Linked DNA regions of Danio rerio: region 2 is linked to region 1. Evidence: chromatin contacts called from public HiChIP or PLAC-seq data. All regions are on one chromosome and are shown on one strand. The core of a region is the stretch at or near the end of the contact, and the rest is flanking DNA. Distances in the headings are between cores, read along the strand shown. Region 1 holds the start of rnd2 (Rho family GTPase 2). Region 2 holds the start of atxn7l3a (ataxin 7 like 3a).

Region 1 (2,700 bases), core at 111-2,610:
GAAATTGACTTAAAACTAAACATTTTAATTTTCTTAAACACCAATCTAAAGCTTGATTGAATACTAAGATATATATGCATCTTGCGATCACTGAGAGTAGGGAATCGCACCTATAAATGTAACTCAAAAAGATCACATTTTCAAGCAGCCATAAACTTAGAGAATATTTCAAAACAAAACACATTGCATGTTTAAATAGATATGTACAAAGTTGAAGTTAGTCTGTAAGGACTGTCAGGAAAGGATGAGTATTTTAGTTTGTTTGAATCACACTAGCCTACTGTAAAAAAATATATTTTATCTATAAAAATATTTTGTCCAAATATTCTGTATAAAATAAATTATTTTAAGCAAACATTTTAATTAATTTGCCATCATATTAGCTTTTGCTGTATATATGATTTGCCCTTAAGTAATAATCTTAACATGTAACATTAAAACATGCCCATTTAAATAGTAACCAATATCAGTTGACGAATTAAAATAAGAGAAAATCGATATCGCCCACTTCAAAGCAAAACCCTTATTTTTCCACATAAATCAACAGTATGTTTCACACGATAATTAAAAGACAACGCCAGCTTTTGACTTAATCTCTGAATATGACCAACTGTTTTATATAACTTGTATAGATAAGTACGCCTAGTGAAGCGTTTAAACGCTAAAACTTTTGTTTTTTCACGTCTTAATTTGCACCCTGTTACTAACAGCTCGTGCCACAAGCGCCTCAGTGCCAAAACCCCTGACTCCTTCTTTTCTTATCATGCTGCGCTCAAGAATGACCAGTCCCTTAATACACACGCACGGGACATCATGCAGTTTATTTATTTACCTCGTTAAAAATTGCAACTTTCAATACAACCTACTGTTCACTAAACAGCCATAGCCGCCTACTTTAACATACTCTGACAGGCACCATCATCATCAATTCACTCATCCAACTTATTTTCTGTTCTTCTTAAGACATTTAACGCCAATTAATAATCTGAGTTCACCTCAGGGTAGTTGTCCTTGGCGAATACATGCAGCAGCGCCGTCTTTCCACACTGCGTGTCCCCGACCACCACGACCTTACAGCGGCTGTGCTGTCCGTCCATCATCATCAGCATCACAGGCTTTACAAGCACCATCCGCCGCCCGACACCAATGCTTTATACCGCCAAATGAATGATTCACGGCAGAGACGGTGGCTCTGTGTCTGTGCTGTGACTGTGAGTGGACGGGTTTGTGCCAGGGAGAGAGTCAGTCCACCCTCCCCTGCCCGCTTGTCAGTCTCCGGTTCCCCCGGCGACACCACGCGCTTGGACTCACCGCCTCTGCCGCGTCATGAGCCGGGCGGGCGTGTTGTGCAGCCGCCGCCGCCTCTTGACTCGGCAGCTTTGATTTTTAATGTCACGACGTGGTTCTCTCTCGCCCTCCTACTGTGGTTTGGCCACGGTGTAAATTAAACGACCCCTCGGGCTCGTGTGTGGAAATTGATTTAACGACGTGATTTAACGCATCACTGAATCGCTCATTCAGGGTTTTCCAAGGTCATGAGAAATTATAGAGAAATAAAGAAAAAAGTAAATATAAAGCACTAGGTTGGAACATTTGTGAAATTGAGCCATGATAATACTGGTGAATAAGGTAAATTACCTTGCTATTACCAAACTAGCTTTGAATATGAAATGAAATATCTTAATGTAAATTAGACATTACTTCATGTATTAATCTACATTTTTAGTACACAAAAATGTCTTTTTAGCATTCCATAATTCTGGAAAAAGAAAACAGCCAGACAAATATTTGTATAACATGTTGAATGCAATCAAATCAAATCTCTCTGTAAAAAATAAAATATTTAGAATATGAGTAAATCTGTAAGTACTGCTGAAGTGGAGCTATATCTTAGTGCTGGTGTAATTATTTTTTAAATATGCAACATTTAAATTACTGCCAAGATGAACAAGTGCAACTAAAGAAACACAAAAGTGCATTTTGTGTGCTTTTTTTTTTACATTAACCTGACAAATTAAATGCTTTATGACCAGCCAAAAAGCCAGAACATTTCTAAGTTAACAGGTGCAGTTTGGAAGGCTTTAATATTCTGTGCTGCAGAGTCGAAGAAGTTCAGGTGAGGTTATCTAATACAGAGAAAAATAGTCTATATTAAATTAGAAAAGTTTGCAAGCACATCTCTTAAAGTGGAAATTTTCTTAAAGAATAGCTTAAGTCATCTAAAATTCAAGAGTCACTTTGTCTGTCTTTGAAGATTTAAATTGCCTTTTCAGCAACTTTTTTGATTCATTTAAATTTATCTTTTTAACCACAAAATCAAGAAAACAAATAGGCAAAATACAATATGTGGTACTGCTAGGCCTATATTTTGTTGCTGCCAACCTTTTTTTTATTTACATTTGGAATTTTTGGAGAACTTTTGTGTTTAAGAATTAAAAGCATTTTGTTTTCTCATTTCTCAATTTTACATTTAATGCTCATAATTCAAGGAATCGTTGTTTTGTGACTTTCTTTTCTGCCTTTAATGACTCACAAGTTTAATCAAAACATTAATACTTGAGGAACATCTTATTGAAAGCATGGAGAACACTACTTGGTTAAGGCCTATTAATCGTTTTGCAAAAAAGACAAACTGCTGTTTATTAATTTAATTAAAATAATAATTCATAAAGGGAAAAACAAGCTGACATAAAATAAAGT
Region 2 (2,700 bases), core at 53-2,552, 140 kb after region 1:
CAATCAAACAAAAAAAAAGTTGACTATACACATAACTGAAGACTACAAAAGCAAATAAAATACAGTATTGTGCAAGATATTCTCCAAGAAAAAGGTTTTATGATTTATTTTTTAAGTATTACAATGTGATTATTGCATTTGATTGTCTTATTCAGTGCTTGTAACAGAGTTTAATAAAGTTAAAAGTCTTATATTTGTACTGACAAAGAAAATCTTAAGTCTGTAATAAAATTTAGAGTGTACCCTGTGAATGCTAGTGGTGAACGTGTATAAAACCCCAACTTTAGCTATTTTAAACTGTTTTATTATCTGTCATCATTTACCAGTACCTCTAGCTTGGTGTTATCCAGGCCTGACAGAGACATATCCTCCATTTTCATTTGCAGCAACTATGGTAGGGGAGCTGTCATTGTTGACAACAGGAGGAGGAGGAGTGGAAAACACTGAAAAACACAAACAAAAACCCATTACATCATGGTCAAATCTGCATCGTCGTCTAAATGAAACTGCGTCGTTTAGCGCCAAAGGCGAAACATGCGTAGCTAAAATAATATGCTAATGAGCATTGTAATACACACTATACACAAACTGTAGCGCTATAAAAGGATGTACAGTAAATTATTTGTTAGAAATTAAAGGCCCTATCTAAAACGCACACCCATTTCCTAGATCATTTTATCCTTATCAGTAGATGCCTGTCAAAAGCTCGTTCAACACCCACGTTGATATATAACGTTAAGCTATAACGGGATTAGGATAAATAAACGGGCATAGCGATTATCAATTTCAACAGAGGGCAAATAAAACAAATGAAGATCTGTAATTAATAACCACCGCGTCATAAACTTAATAAAACTGTTGAACACACGTACCAACAACGTCAACATAATGTTAGTTGACAGGTACTGACTACAGCACAGCATTTACTGACTGACTGACTAAACATTTGCGTTTCCGTTCGGGCGGGTTTTAATAACATTGTTTCAAAACTGCAGTGATGTGTAGTAAAGCTACAAAGTAACCGACTGCGCGCTCATTGAAACGCATTTGTTTAATATGTGTCGACTTACCAAGACTAAACGGCCCCAGTCTTGCCTCATTCACAAACCAGCCGTTCCTCTGGTTAACGACAACAGAGAACAAACCTACTCAAAACGTGCGTATGAAGGTAACGGAAACGTTATTTAACAAACACGGTTAGGCGCCTGGCTGAATAGGTCACACGAATAAAAAATGATGTTTGGAAATAAAACAACGCTGCCATTTTGGCTCCTGTCAGACATCACTAGTGTATTGCAGAGCCAACGTGACCCATCGATTCCTTTCGCCTTGAATTCGTTCCCATGCACTCTGTTGTATAGCCTATAGGCACACGTGTAGTTCACAGATAAAAAGAGAAATCCAATAAAATAAAAAGAATGAATGAGGGAACGAAGAAAAGCTACAAATAAACAAAGAAGAGAAAACGGAATGAACAGATGAAACAAATCAACAAGACAAACAAAAAGGCACAGCAAAAACAAAGAAAAAGACAAATACAACAACACTAATCACAACAAATGATTGATGGAAAAAAATACAAAGGAAAATAAAAGCTAATAACATGATGAACAAGATCAACAAAAGAACATAAACAATAGAAGAAATGAATAATAGAACAATCAACAGACAATCTCAAACAACATACAAAACAATAAACAAAAAAACAGTTGGAAAATAATACCAAGACGACAGGCAGAATTAATGATATAAAGAACAAATAAACAACATGGACTAAACAAGGAAGCTAACGGCGAGCATGACGACCGAATATCTCAAATATGTGTATTTATATGTCAGTTAAATCAGTTAACGGTTGAAAATCTAAATTTTTAACGCAACTGATAAATGTTATTAAATAAATAAATAACCAAAAAAGGTAAAAACCCAAACAAGCACTATTGTTTTTTTTTTAACTCAACCGTTAAGTTAACCCTTTTAATGCCTGCTCTACCAAATGGTTGAACATTTCGTGAATGTTTTTAAAGTCATTTAAAGTATGACTGTTTGAAATAATGGTTACCACACAGCATTGTTGGTTTACAAAAAAAATCTTTAAAAAAAATTTTTTAAAAAAATCCTGTTGCACTACTAAACTTGATTTTGGTTTTATTGTAAAAAAAAAAAAGAAAAAATGAATTAAACGTGTTAAATGAGAATCTAAAATATTTTATGGCATACTTAAAAAAGATTATTATCCGAAAATGTGTTATTTTTTTATTGTTTTTCAGTAAATTTGTCTTGCACTTCATATTTTTCAGATTCATATTAATTCTGGTACTTTTACTATAAATCAACATATCAACCATTTGGTAAAGTTTGATATTTTAGAAGTTATGAGATGTGAAAAAATGCTTTGAGTGTGTTAATTAGTCACATAATGACTTAAGAAATGCAATCCAAATATTTTTTTCTTGATGGGGTAGCAAAAAGGGTTAAATAAATAACTCAACGTTTTTTTTTTAGTGTAGAACGAACAAGACCAAACGATCTAGAACAAATCGGTGAGTGAAAAAACAAAACCGAATCAGAAGAACTGTTTAAGAGAAGGTTTATTTGCTCAAATTGTAAATTGCAGGGATATAACATCTTTTGCTATAGAAAATGTCCAAATGTTTCAAATCTGCAGTACAAATTTAAGCTTTTTTTTCTTGCCATTTC

What was found. HiChIP or PLAC-seq counts read pairs in DNA pulled down with a chosen protein or histone mark.
Region 2: an H3K4me3 HiChIP or PLAC-seq map of embryo shows a contact between it and region 1, with 2.1 times the contacts expected there. The contact joins the promoter of atxn7l3a here to the promoter of rnd2 in region 1. A contact is called at or near these places in 1 of 18 Hi-C or Micro-C datasets (hematopoietic stem cells) and 1 of 4 datasets of contacts at active chromatin or transcription factors (embryo).

The regions. Positions count from the first base shown.
Region 1 is chr3:18,679,636-18,682,335 of GRCz12tu, forward strand. It overlaps rnd2 (Rho family GTPase 2), which reads right to left and starts at 1,361. Exons shown (of 5, transcript NM_001045364.2): 1 at 996-1,361. The coding sequence starts at 1,097.
Region 2 is chr3:18,820,553-18,823,252 of GRCz12tu, forward strand. atxn7l3a (ataxin 7 like 3a) reads right to left here and starts at 1,303. Exons shown (of 13, transcript NM_001040341.2): 1 at 1,071-1,303; 2 at 330-443. The coding sequence starts at 380. It overlaps ubtf (upstream binding transcription factor), which reads right to left. Exons shown (of 22, transcript NM_001005395.1): 22 at 2,573-2,700.